2 separate regions of the Mus musculus genome follow, and region 2 is linked to region 1. Evidence: chromatin contacts called from public Hi-C data. All regions are on one chromosome and are shown on one strand. The core of a region is the stretch at or near the end of the contact, and the rest is flanking DNA. Distances in the headings are between cores, read along the strand shown. Region 1 overlaps Sox6 (SRY (sex determining region Y)-box 6). Region 2 overlaps Sox6 (SRY (sex determining region Y)-box 6).

Evidence for each region. A called contact is a pair of places that touch in the nucleus more often than the background predicts.
Region 2: a Hi-C map of the G1E-ER4 cell line shows a contact between it and region 1, with 6 times the contacts expected there. The contact joins two enhancer-like sites. A contact is called at or near these places in 2 of 484 Hi-C or Micro-C datasets (both in the G1E-ER4 cell line) and 1 of 9 other capture datasets (embryonic stem cells).

Annotation. Positions count from the first base shown.
Region 1 is chr7:115,547,757-115,554,989 of GRCm38.p6, forward strand. Sox6 (SRY (sex determining region Y)-box 6) reads right to left here. Exons shown (of 16, transcript NM_001025559.3): 10 at 2,254-2,403. Among named protein-coding and RNA genes, the nearest start is that of Gm51455, 54 kb to the left of the region's middle. Within about 2 kb of position 2,920, at least 22 of the 459 cell types and tissues checked have an H3K27ac peak or open chromatin away from gene starts, as enhancers often do. A contact at or near this core is called in the G1E-ER4 cell line, where this site is marked.
Region 2 is chr7:115,937,877-115,945,109 of GRCm38.p6, forward strand. Sox6 (SRY (sex determining region Y)-box 6) reads right to left here. Exons shown (of 16, transcript NM_001025559.3): 2 at 6,018-6,086. Among named protein-coding and RNA genes, the nearest start is that of Sox6os, 90 kb to the right of the region's middle. Within about 2 kb of position 4,130, at least 32 of the 459 cell types and tissues checked have an H3K27ac peak or open chromatin away from gene starts, as enhancers often do. A contact at or near this core is called in the G1E-ER4 cell line, where this site is marked.

The sequences.
Region 1 (7,233 bases), core at 1,670-4,169:
AGAATGGCACAGATAGTAGCGTTAGATAAGACAGAAAAACAAAAACAGCAACTTATAGGAGGTCTGAATGCAAGCAGACCATGACATAGTCTAGAAATGCAATCAGAGAAAACATTTATGTTCTTTCTATATAAGAACAGTGGCATTTTTTGTGACATTTTGATAGGGCTAATAATTGTATGCCCCCCCACCCCCACTCAGGTTAAGATAGCACAAGGCATATGTCAGGGGACAGGCTGTAGGGACTAAGCGCCTTGCCAGGCTGAGAAGGCTTTTGCTGTATATAGAGCAGACACATGATACTCACAGCCCAGCTCAACATTTCTCAATCTTTCTCGGTATGGGAGTATGCAAGCAGACACTTCTATTCCAACACTGAAACTACCTTCATTTCCTTCATGACCACCAACTCCTGGATTATAGTGACAGACTTTTAATAGATGAAAACCCCCTGTCTATCGCTGTTACCTTCGACAAATCCTGCCATGTCATATTTCACTATACAATGTGTAATAGTGCTTTATATCATGAGAACCCTGATGTATCTGATGATCAAATCTTCACAGCCAGCAGACTGAGTTTATTCTCAGAAGTTCTTCAGTAATAGAAACATTCAATTTAAATGCTCACTTTATATTTTGGTTTATATAGTTCTACTCACATACATAATATATGATCTAAGATGTAAGAAATGGGTCCTTTGTTGCTAACATAAAATAGTCAAGTCAAACCATACAGAACTCTTATGCCTAAGAATTTGCATGTGGTCAAGTGAGTAATAAAATCTGTTGGCCCACAAAGCTGGAATGGTAAAAGCAGATAGAAACTTGAATTTAGCCAGGGAACATTTACTCATCTAGTAAAGGCTTGGTTTGGTGCAGTTCCAGTTGGCCGACTTAAATTACAAAATGACTTTTTCACATTAAAATATTTAATACCCAAATAGCCAGAGTTGCGGTGTTTTACATATTCGTTCTCTAACAGCTATGAAGAGACTCAGTCCTTGTTTGAGCTGGTATGCTAGGTCTTGTATTCACAAATAAGCTTTTGGAACATAAAACAATGTGTTTCCACAAACTTACAATTCCTGTGTTAATTGTTATAGCTCAAGATTTCTAACAATTAAGTGTAATTTCACCTTATTTCTCTAGAGAATCTAAAAGAATAGATGTCATTAAGTTAATATTTGGGGGTCTCCACCTCCAAACAGGCTACCTTGGGGATGCTCATGGTTTTGGTCTTCAATAATTAAAATCCATTATTTTTACAGAATTTTTGAAATCTCAACATTGCTATCTGGAAATTGACCAGAATAAAACCCCTTCAGTGACTGCAGAACACTCAGTAGTGATGCTGGTTCATCTCAAGTGTTTCCTATGTGAAGAGTCAAAAGCTGCCCAGACTCCCCAGATACAATGCTTCTGATGCATTACAGTCATGTAGCCACACTTAGCACAACTCTCCAAGGTCATGGCCAATTACACACAACAATTATTTCTCCAAACAGTGTGAATTTATTAACTCGATATTGGAAGAAGATACAGTCCCCCAAGACAACTTATATTTTGTATAGGAACAATATGTAGCACACATTTGAAGTGCCTGATCATTTCTCTTGTCATCAAGTATCCCTCTGGTGACCAGTTTGGGGACATTGACAAATCAGTTAAGAAAACCATATATCAACACTCTTCCCATAACTGCGAGAGCACATTTATCCTCTCATAATGACGTCAAAAGTACCATCAGCCAGTGGTGCTCTATTCCTCAGCTCCTGTGGCTGGCCAGTGCTAAGACAGCCCTCTACAGACTATGCCAAGTCTGGCATTAGAATTCCTTCCATCCTCTTTTAACATCAAGGATTCTAGGTCCTACTCTGATACTGTGAGGGGGCTCCCCACCTGTTTGAGGATCAAGGAGAAAAGTGTTGCAAGTCTATGACAAAGACTGACAATACAAGCACAGTCATTTCTGCCAGTGAACATTAAAAAAGGAAAGCCAGACTCTGAAGGGAGAGATTTTTGAGGAGTGAGTTTTTGGAGTTCGGTAAGCATCTCTCAATATAGCACTATTGTTATCAAAAGGGGAACACCTGCTTCTCAGTGCTCAATCATGACATCCCTATAAAGAGGCACATTTGGGAATCTTTTATGTTGCTGCGTTCCTGCTGCTTACTCCCAGCATAGCCCGCTTCACTACCTTTCTTACAAAGCTATTTTCCAAACCGTTTCCACAATCCTGCAAAGCAAGTACCTTAACTTGAGTTACAGGGCTGGTCCCTCTCTTTTCATTTTTTATCCCAGTAGGTGAGACTGCCCCTGCCGAGTTTGGTGGCTGTGGAGTTGATGGCATCTTTGCTCCAGGTGACACCTGCATGCTGGCCAGCTGAGCGGCATAGAGCTGCTGCAAAACAGAGAAGGCAAACATCGGTCTCATTAAATACAGCTGAAACAGGTTCAAAAAACCCTTACCGTATTGTCAGATAACAGCTCTCAGAACCCTTAAGTTTTTCTCTGTTTTTGTTTGTTTGTTTGTTTGCTTGTTTAAGAGGAAAATAAGAAAAGCTAAGTAACTCAGAATGTAAGAGGGCTGGAATGAGAAACACGATGCGTGGCTGTTCCAGCAGTGACAATAGGAGGAGACCGGTCTCTACACCTCAGTCCTTTCAGCTGCACTAAAAGGATTTGGCTAAGCAATCTCTGAGGGTCCTTCTAGGGCTGGAAATTACTATACAAAGTTCTTTAATGTCCAGTGAGTCCACTCGTGGACTAAGAAACTAACCCAAACTTCCCTGAGACACCTTGGTTCTACCATACTTCTCTGGCGATCAGATCCTTCTTGGAGATCAGTCCTGCCTCTAAGCTCCCTGACAGCAGCCACTTCCCTCTCAAGGTCTTATCTCTAGGCACCATATAACGGTCTTTGACAGGGTATGGCCACATTGGTAGCCATAGAAACAAAAGTTAACCTTCTTTTCCTGGCCCTAGGACTGAATGAGGTAACCAAATGGCTTCTTTATGCCTAGAATAGCTCTCCTGGTGTCTCCCAGAATTCTCTTTGGCTTGCAATTCCAGCTTCATCTGCTCTTCTAAGAATTTGCAAAGGTTCTCTTTGGTAGTAGACCTCTGTTCTATCTTACAAGAGCTCCTCTTCCTGAGGCAAGGTAAACAGACTACCTGATACTGTAAATCTTAACGTGATCAACATTAAATACATTGATGAAACTGAATGTAGACCCAAGACTGGAATATAAGCCAGTCTCACTTTTATATAATTTTAGATTTTATCAAAATAATGTTATACATGGTTCCATAAGTTCAATATTACTTTAAGGCTTTTAAATAAAAGAAATCACAACAGCATGAGCACCTTGAAAAAGTTAAAGCCCCTATAAGCCATCCATGATGGCCTTGGCCTCCCGCACTGGCCTCTCCACTTCATGTCTACTCTGTGGAGACCATCTCTTTTCAGCTTGGTTGACTGTTCTTACTGGCACTTTCCACCTTGCTTGCAGATGTTTATGTGCTGTTCTGCCCTTATCCTTTGACCTCACACAGGAGGATGAAAGCTTGGCCTTACTACATCACCAACCATTTGTGCTTTTATGTATCCCTCCATTTGCTTAATGTTAACATTACACATTTTAGGTTAGTCTCACTGTTCCATTCTACCTTGGCACTATTCAAAGCTGAGCTATGCAAAGAGCTATATTGCATTCTTTCTTCTCTTCTCTAGTCTCTTTCTCCTCTCTCTCTCTCTCTCTCTCTCTCTCTCTCTCTCTCTCTCTCTCTCTCTCTCTCGCACACGCTTGCTCACTCTCTCACTTGCTCTCTCACTCTTGCTCTCGCCATACAAGGATTGAATTTGTGTCTTCAAGCTTGCTAGGTAAATACCACTGAGCTACATCCCCAGACTTCATTATTTTATTTTAAAACAGGCTATCACAAAGTTGTCCAGGCTAGACTTGAACGCCTCTGAAAGCAGACACGCCTTGGACTTGTGAGCTCCCTGGCTCAGCCTGCCATGTACATGGATTAGATACAGCAGCAACTTTTCTCTTTAACTTTTTATTTTGTTAGATTTAGTATTTGTATTTTTTATCATTTTATTTTTCATTTGTCTCCTTTTGGTTTCTGTAACTATCACTTTGTAATTCCCAGACTCTCCAAAAGACCAAGAAAACTCAACACAATACAGTTGACTATACAGCTAATCTTGAAATCCCTTAGAGATACCGTACTCAGGATTCTCCACACCCTTGCTCCCGTCTGAACTAGTTTATTCATTAGGCTGCTGTGCTACATAGAATCCCCTTTGTGTCTCCCATATTGGATTCTGTTTTCTGTCTGTCACAGCTTCCTGTCTGTTAGTTAACTGTCTTATTTTAGGTAGTAAATACCTTCAAGGAAATACTTGAGAAAGTGCCTATGAGGCTAGTTTTTAGGAACTAATAATTCAGGAAACTGTTATTATATTCTCTTGATACAGAATTCTAAGTTAAAAATGACTCCTAGAATTCCAAAGACAATGACCTACTGTCCTTTTTCTCTTTTTGCTAAAAAAGTCTGATGTCATTCCGACTTCAGATTCTTTATATGAAATTAGTTGTCTCTTGAGATAGCATTGACTTTTTCCCTTTATACCAAATGTAAGGATTTCACCCCAAGGTCTATCTGCCTGTTGCCTTGGCACTCACTGGTCTGGAGCCCAGCCTGTCTAATGTATAAAATCATGTGTTTCAACTCTAGGCAATGCTCTGGGATTTCCCATCAACTCACACTAATCAACGTTAGACATGCTCATGGACCTTAGTTTTTCCTTCTGTCTCCTACTATGCAACATATTACTTTACTCTATTACAGATTTTTTTTATCAGTTTCTAAGAGGTCTATGAATTTTCCTAAGTTTCAGCTGTCCATTTTTAAGGGTCCTTTTGTTCCCTGGCTGCTTATACAAAGCATTTTGATTACTTTTCTGTTGGGTAATGTTAATGATGGCTTTGAATTTGTTTTCTTTTTCTGTTCTCTGCACTTATTTATCTCTTTTAATCTTTCGAGCTCTTCCTCATTGGAAGCTTTTCTAAAAGTCTCTGGTGATGGTTGACTGATATATAAGTAACATCACCAGAAGTGGGTGGGGATTCTAAGTGTGAGGAAATATGGAATGAGAGACTTCCATAGAAAAGAATGGTGCAGAAAGTAGTTTTTTTTTCCCTTGGAGAATCCAAAAATCACTCATGCTGGACCATACTCTTAGAGGGATACTCCCAAATTCTGTCTCCGTGGGAGGGTTCATTTGAATGCCATTATTATATCTGATGTCCCAAGATTAAAAATATAACTATTAATACAGATTCTCAAGAGTCTCTTAGTCCCTTGCTAGGTTGTGTGCTGCTAATGATGGGTAAGATGAAGCAGTATCCATTATCATGCATGAGGCTGAGGTACCATCTCTTCTTGATTTTACATGGCCATCTTGTTGACCACTCTCTTTCTATTCTGCCTTCCACGACACATCACCTTTTCTTTACTGATGACAGTTATAACTCTAGTATCCATTTCTCATGTCCCCCAAACTTATAAAGATCTTTCTTTCTATCTGTAGTCAAAGGTTGCTACTTCCAATCCTTAGATGCCCCTATTATTAGAACTTATGTAAAACTGGTAATACATGAATCTGTTAATTTACTGTGGTAACCCACAGTCAGATATCCCAATCTTAACACTTTATTCTTGAAAACATCATTCAAATATTTTCTTTTCTACCTATAATCAAGATTAAACCATTACCTTGATGGTCAGATTTCTATCATAATAAAAAGCTTCCTAGTTCATCAACTACAGAAAAAAAATAGGTCAAACTTGACCATATTAGTAGAAGAGAAAAAACAGGTGGTTTGTGTATTTCAAGCATTACTATTATTCAGATGGACAAATAAAAAAAATTACAGTAATCAAAAACAGACCTTTCAGCACATATAATTAAATGAAAGCTTAATAAAGAATAATTTGCAAGAGCCAGATGTGCCTATGTCATGATTGTTGCTTTCTTTGGAACAATTTTTCTAATATAACAAGCCTCTAAAGAAATTAAAGTTTCTTAATTCTGTATGCAATGACTCAGTGGCAAGAAAAATTCACAAGAGTCAAACCGCTATAATTTAGGCAAAGAAAAGGCTGTGGTTTGTTTCTTTTTTACTTTGATGGATCTTTTCCTTTTGAAATTCAGCAAGAAACAAAAAAGGAAAAAGAAATTCAACAAGGCTGAGCATGCGGCTCATTTGGCACTGTGCTTGCCTAGCACAGTGGATCCCTTTCTGACACTACATGAACCAGGGATGTAGCATAATGTTTGTAATCCCAGGACTTGGGAAGTAGAGGCAGAAAGATCAGGAGTTCAAGGACATCCTTCCATACATATCAAGTTTGAGGTCAGTCTGAACTACACGAGACCATGGCTCTAAATAAATAACACAAAACAAGTTGGTAGGACACACAAGCATCTGCTATGGAATTTCTGCTTGGACTAAGCCACTGAAGCTCGATAGTGAATGACGCAGGTAAAGGTAGCTTCAAATAAAAAGACACATTGGCTGGTTTGGGGAACTATAACCAATAGCTGAATTTTAAAGAGCCATTAGGTCTTAGAGACATACTCCTTAGGAATGATCTATTCCTCATCAAAAGGAAGTTCATTTCGTTTTAATCTTTCAGGAAACTAAAGAATGCAAAAACACATCTTTAGAAATAAGTCTATATTTTAAATATCTAACTCAATTCAATGACCCTTTAGATTTACTGGACAACATAGTTAACTTTTAGAAATAAGGCAGCATTGTTTTCTCTAAAGTTATGATAATCATTTCACACTTATATCCATTAAGGTCTATATAAAAGTGGCAGGATCCCATAAACTCATCCTGCTCAGGACTGGTTTCTTGTGAGTTGTGACTCTTGGTGCATTGGAAACAAGATGAAGAGCCACAAGTGAAGTGGACAGCAGGATGTAATGTAAAATTCAGTACAACTAGCCTTGAGATTAAAAAAAAAATCAGAAAATAGAATACAACAAAAACAAAGCTACTATATTCTACCTAATTCTACCTAATTGGAGATTTTATATTTAATTTAGATAATAAGAATGCTATTCATCAAATAGGCATAATTTTACAAAACAATTTCATGGTTCACTTTCTAAATTACTATCAGCTTAATATATTCCATTTGCAAAGTT
Region 2 (7,233 bases), core at 2,880-5,379, 390 kb after region 1:
TTAACTCATGCCTTTGAAAACTCCCAGCAAGAAGTATGTAAGCAATACACTGAAAAGGAGAGAGGCTGCATGGCATGATTCTCCTGGCCGGCAACATCTAACTTGCATTGTGATGCTTTGGAACTGGCAAAAACTGATGAAATGATTATCCTCGTGTCAAAGTGCAAAATAACATACCAACATGCTTAGATAAAACTAAGCTAAGTAATACAGACTCAAAACACAAAATAGATGTCTAAGATTTCTCAGACTTCCTAAACTGGATAGTTATTAAAATGGATGCAGTAATCAATGACTATTTTGCTAAATTATGGGCAGCCTGTCTGTCATGTCCTGCTGTTAGCTGTGTACGAGTGTCTATTGGCACTCCCTCACCTATGCTTGAGACCATTACCCAGCTGAGACAAAGACTGAATTTGCCTTCTCTATATGCATTTGGTCCTTTCATTAAAAATTACTGTCACGTAAAAATACAGGGTAATGTTAAAGTCTCTTTTTGGTTAAAACAATCTCAGAAAGCAGCAGGGAGCAGTTCTCCCCAGGTCTCACTCTCCTTTCTCCAGTGGACACTGACCACATCAGCACTGACCCTTGTGTGGCCCACCATACCTTCAAATGCAGCTAATAAATCCAGCTTTACCACAGTCCTACAGAAATATGAAAGGACCATTATAGCATCTAAAAATGGAGCTGTTGGTGTAATATTAGTTTAGAGAAAACTATAAACTGGGTGATAAATCAAAAATTGTAATAATACTTTGCTTAGTTGCCAAAAGCATTACAATAGTTCTGATGTAATGTGTGCATTATCTTGGAAGCATCGGAGTGTTGCTAGGTAGGATTCAATGAGTCCTCCTCAAAGCCTCTGCTCTTGGGGCTGTGTTTTCAACAGCAAAAGATAATGATTGTATGTGTCCTTTGATTACAGCCTCCCCACCTGGTGCATGAACACCACCACCACACTATCCTGCCTCCTTCGGAAGCTTCCTGTACTGGCACCAAATGTAGGCCCACCAGGAGCCAAGCCTACTTTACAGGAAATGTGTGATTGTGCATTTCTACTCCAATACTTAAACAGAAATCTATACCTTCCGGGCGGTGGTGGCGCACACCTTTAATCCCAGCATTCGGGAGGCAGAGGCAGGCAGATTTCTGAGTTCGAGGACAGCCTTGTCTACAAAGTGAGTTCCAGGACAGCCAGGGCTACACAGAGAAACCCTGTCTCGAAAAACAAAAACAAAAAAACAAACAAACAAGCAAAAACAGAAATCTGTACAACTCTACTTCCTTTTTCTTCTCTGAACCACCCCAATTCATTGGTGTTGAAGAGAAAACCAAGATCAAATTTAGACATGCTGTTTGAAATCAGCAAAGATGGAACACTTTGGTGCCAGACAAAAACTGGGATTGTAAGAGTGAGTTTCGGCCTTCTCTGAAATGCCTGGCTCAGGCCGTGTGTTTTACGTCTGAGGATATTGGCATGCCTCACATTTAAGATTATGACACACCGACTCATTTTGAAATTTTAAAGATCTTCCACTGCACGTGTTTCAAGTCCTCTGTGACTATCATTGATAATTGAGCAATTAACTTGAAATTACCAAGTGAGCTGTGATGGCACAAGGAGTAGCAAGCAACATGAAAGAGGAAAGAGCAGGGGTGCTGCACAGGCAGAAGTTGTAAGGAGGGAAAGGGGCCATAATGACACCAACAGTTCTGAGTAAGTCTTAATGGTCCCAGGTCTTGGGTCTGAGTGTGCCTGTAGAATAAGTTAATGGAACAAGTCCTGAGTCCTAAGAGCCCTTTGGGGCAGTGTGTTCTGGTGCTGCAGAAAGAAACCTTCTATCTCGTCTTGTGTAATACTTACAGATTGCTCCAATAAGTAAGTGAAGGAGCTTCACTAGATGACAAGCACAAAACAATTAGGTTTCAAACCCTGACACCCAGATCTTAAGAAATACAAGCTCTGGCTGGAGCAATGAGTCTGTGGTAAACAGTACTAGCTGCTCTCTCTGAGGACTGAATTCACTCCCAGCACCTATCTGGTAGCTAACAACTGTCTGTAACTCTAGTGTCAGGGGACCTGACACCCTCACACAAACATACATGCAAGGCAAAACATAGTGCACATAAAATTTTTTTAAAAATCATTTAAAAATTTAAAGAAATACAAGGTCATAAAAATAATTTGAAGGTCTTACTTTACAAAGCAAAATCTCTAAAATCTGACCTCCAGAAGGCATGGATATACAAGGCAGAAATGAAGAGACGTGGTCTGGCGTGAAAAGAGCAGAACCCTAGCTCTACCAGGAAAACCAGAATGCCGCTGAGCTGCTCAGGGTCTGCCTGCAGAACTGGCTTTTTCCCTAAAACTGCAGTGTGAGTCTGATAAGTAACTTGGCATGAGCTCCCTTCCACACATAGACCTAACGCCTACCTGACTTCAGTGTAGGCCATTCTAAAGGAAAACCAAAAATTTAGTCAGAAAAAAGAAACACTAGGAATCACATTTTTTTCCTGAAAAATCCCACTGATACTACTCCAAGACACCAGTCTGGGATGTGAAACCAGAGCAGGCTGGCCTTTGAGGGATAAATTAGAAATAGGCAGCAGAGAGCATATAAAGAGCAAGAGTGCAGAGGCACCAGTACATAAAACTTAAAAGCTTGCGGTGTAATGGATATGCAGTCAGATTAGCAGCTCCTTTCAATTAAAGGAGATTTCTGGCCTTGGTTCACAAATGTATAGTAGGTCTGTGCATTAATGTAGATACTTCAAATGTCAGTATATCTCTAATTAACATGAGCACACAACTGTAAAACTGAGAAGGCACAATTCTAAATTCCTTACACGCCCAGCACTAATGCTTTCGTGGGGCAGCTCCCGTTGTCATGGAAAATGGCATTCAAGCCCTATTTGTGGATTTTCACAGCTCATCTTTTTTATTTACCTGCTCTATGTCAAGATTAGACTGGAATAATATTTTTTAAAGATAATGCATTTAGACATACTTTCCCTTAAATTCACAGATGTTCTCCCTGAGGGAGCCTTGGTCTGGGCTATGCTCAGTTTGCCACAGATTAATTTTCATTAAAAACTAACAGTAATAATAATAACAATACCACAAAGATGCAAATTAATGACTCCATGTACCCCCTCCCCAAAAAAAAACTATGTAATTCAAAAACTTCCAGCAGAAGTATGACATGTGGTAGTCTGGACCACAAGCGTAGGAAAAGGCCAAGGAGGTACCAGCACTCCAGAAAGAGAAGTGAGTGGGAAGAGGGACTGGGCCTCTGCTCCTCTGACATAGCATGAAACTGAGGTCAGAGACAGTGACAAAAACAAGCGAAAGAAAATGAAAATTGTCTCTCAGAGGACGACACCACGATGCTGTGGGGAAGAGTACACTGAGGTCAGGCGTGTGTCCTGCTGTGCTGACACGGAAAGTAGCACAGGCTCATCTCACAAAACTCAGCCAGATTCACGGCTGTAGAATAGGGTCACGCCAATCTAAGCTGTATTCGTGCCTCAGTCCTTTAGTTAATCAATACTCTCTGCCCAACCCACCTCATATTTGTGTGTGTATGTGTACAGGACAATAAAGTTATTAAGATCAGAAGGAGGCAGCATTTTCTATGTGGGAATCTATTTCAAATTGCTGAGTAGTCTGGGAAGATTAGAAAAGCAAATTATCTATTGAACCATCTTTGGGTTTCGTTATTTGTTGATTTATTTAATCAATCATTTATTATCACAATAAAATTTAGTAGAAAGGATTACATAATTATTTTTCATTAACGATAAAAAGTTAAATATGACATAGAGCATACAGATCAAGATCTTTCTACCCAGTGCCTACTTTGGAAAAATATGTCATTTTACTCTTTAACAAGAGAGAAAAAAAAAAGGAAGAGGGATTGCGAGGATAAGACACGGTGTCAGAAGTCACAGCCATCTGAGCAGACTGGCAGATGCGAGCAGAGAGATTCCCATCAGTCCTCACACACCCTCAGTGCGGCCTATTCATTATGGATGTGCAAGATAATAGCCCACCTTCCTTATCTCACAGACTGGAGCTGTGAGCTGCAGCTTCCTGCCTTAGACAGGCAGTGACCAGGCAGTTTCAGAGTGAGGCTCATAAAACCTGTCACTGACCCTCCCACCCCGGTTTGCTGGCTTGACTGGGCGACCAGCTCCACAGCAACTGGAAGAAACAGAGCAGTCACAGCTTCCTGCCACATCTCTTCCCACAGCCCTACAGCTTAAGACAGCTTTACCAACCCTGGAATCTCTGGCCCATGCCCTAACCTAGCGTTTTCTGAACACTGGAAAATGACTACATGAGTCAATTTGACAAGCATGGCTTCCACTCCCATGACCAGACAGAATCTGACCAGAAAAGGTTTGAGGTGTTTTAAGTTAAACTATAAAAACAATGGCATGAAATCTGTGTGAACTGTGTCCCCTTCCAATGTCCCTACCCCCTGATCTTTGACCCTGAGGACCCGGCTCCTGATCACCTTCTTTCAAGATTAGCATCTCTGTGTCTTGATAAGGAGTGAAGAATTTAGGAAAGAAACCTTGGTTTGATGAGAAATCACATTTGAACTAAACGATGACAATTATATTTGTTGCTTTAAAACCTTTGATTTCTCGAAGAACTTACTGGAGAGACTGGAATGCTAGGAAGGAGCTGAGAAGGGGCTGAGAGAAATGGCAGAGCAAACTGGCATGAAATCCAAACAAGACATGAAGTTTATACAAGCCTGTGTTTTCAGGGTTACCTCAGATCATCAGACAAAAGTTGATAACTTCATTAAAGAATAATTTTGTCATTTTCTAAAGATTAATTTTTGTATTTAATGTGCATGAAGGTTTGCCTGTATTTATATGTGAGTTCTACATGTGTCCACATGAGGCCAGAAGAGAGTGTAGAAATTCCTTGGGCTGGAGTTTCAGGTGGTTGTGAATCACTGTGTGGGTGCTGGGAACCAAACCTGGGTTCTCTGCAAGAGCAGTCAATGCTCTTAACCACTGAGCATCTCTTCAGCCCCAGTTTGGTCATTCTTAAAGCACTAAAAATATACAAAATGATCTAAACTACATTTAATATTCGTATCTATTTGCTTGGTTAGTCCTGATCAACAGTCCCACTGACAGATAAAGCTGACTTTTAGATACATTTTCAGTGCTTTCTGCTTAAACTCTAATTTTTGACATTTCTTCAAATACTTTCCTAAAAAGTATATTCTTTACAACAACAAAAGATGTTTCTTATATTTTTTACTATTGTCAACTGTAAAGAGACACATCCTTAAACACCAATGCTTTGCAACAGTGTAAAATGGCAGCAAACTCTGGTTGCTTAAAAGTAGATTTATGCAGACTTGTTTTAATAGCTACCATGTACTTATGGCTTCTTCTGTATAACAAATATGCGTGAAAGTATTTTAATTCATCTTTTTTTTCTTGAGAAAATAGGGTTTTTTTTCTCCAAAATAAGGTTGAAAGTATAAAAGATACTTGGGGGAGGGGAAAAAGGGAGAACACCACCATTTCGGTGTCCATTCTATATTCACCAATGAATCTGGCTCCTTAGCATCAATCTCCCTGCACAAACCGCTCTTTGAAATCTACGCTATCTTGTATCTTCTCAGCATAGACACGAAGATGTACAAAGTTATCAGGGTAAACAGGCATCTGTGGATACAGGAGAATTTTTAAGGTGGCCTGTTCCTACAGTGAGGTTATTTCCTGAAATAAGGTTATTGTTTAGGCCTATGGTGGTAGGCCTGCAATGTGCTGCTGTACCAGGAGTCACAGCAAGCAGGCTTTACAACAGCCAACATTGTCTGCATTACCCTAATTCCAAAAGAATCACTTATGTAGAACTAATAATATTTACTAAACAGTTACTAAAAAGCTAACCAGAATTTACATATGGGTTGATTTGTTTGTGAACTGTGACTTTTGCTTTATATAATGAGAAAAGTAGTGACTGGATCAATACTCACAGTTATACACGAGGATCACCCAGCACCCAGAAGTCACTGGTAAATCGCCTTTGAATTCATGAACGTGACCTACAATTTTGGATACAAAATGAAATGAAAAAGTATAAGTAAACTGCATTTACTGCTTTATTGAAGAAACGTACATCCTGGCAATGAGTAGTAACATTTCAAACAAAGTCAGCGTCCTCACCTACTCTAAGAACTTTTGCCAAGACTTTTGTGCCAAAAGCAACAATTATTTCATTGTTCTACATCTAAAAATACAACCTCTCCATCCACAGTGGCTTTTTCTAAAAACTATCAGCAGTAGCAGGAATATTTAAAAGTAGGAGTGAAAACTAAAGGAAGATTTTTTTTTCAAAGGGGAAACAAAATTTGCAAGCTACATTTTGGAAACGCATCCTGCAAGTTAAAAAGAATTCACTTCATCAGAAATATGCTGAACATGTTCAACAGAAATATCACATAGGTGAATTAGTAAAGAAGGAGGCAGTGTTTGCTCTACACAGGGGTGGAGTGTTAGCTGCTGAGGCTGTGCCTTGCATCCTGCATGGCCACAGTTCTACCCAGCATTCTCATGCTTGCACACACTTCAGTTACACTGAAGTAGCAGATGTAGTTCAAACATGCAGAGCCGGCGTTATAAAACTATACTAGCACAATGAGTCACTTATGCCTCTAAATATCTATGGTTTCCTCCCTCCGGAGCCCCCATGCATTAGAAAGTAGTTAGGTCGTTTGCTTTTATTGTTTGGCCTAAATAAAGCACATTTTGGTTCCATGAAAACAAAGGAACTTTGTTACAGAGGCTGTATTCTTTCCAGAATGTGAAGATGCTGATGAGTGGTGTTCAAATGAAAGTAATGACGGAACTTAAGTTACTAATTTAGCTCAGGAACTTTCCTGGACTCTAGGGATGAGTTTGACTCATTCTGCGTCTTTAAAAATATAGACGGCAAACACACAGTGAGAACTAACTAGGTTAAGTAAAATTCATTCAAGAAAACAAAAAAAACTTTGGTCAATATATTGTTGTAGAAACCACTATACTATGTTTCACAATCCCTACAATTGATCAAAATAGATTAGAGATGCGCATCTGAAAGTAAGAGTCAAAACACAGTAAATATCTAATTCTGCCCTTCCATGGCACCTAAAATACACTTTGACCTAGGGGTCATGACAATCTATTCTAATCTCTAGTCAGGACCTAGGG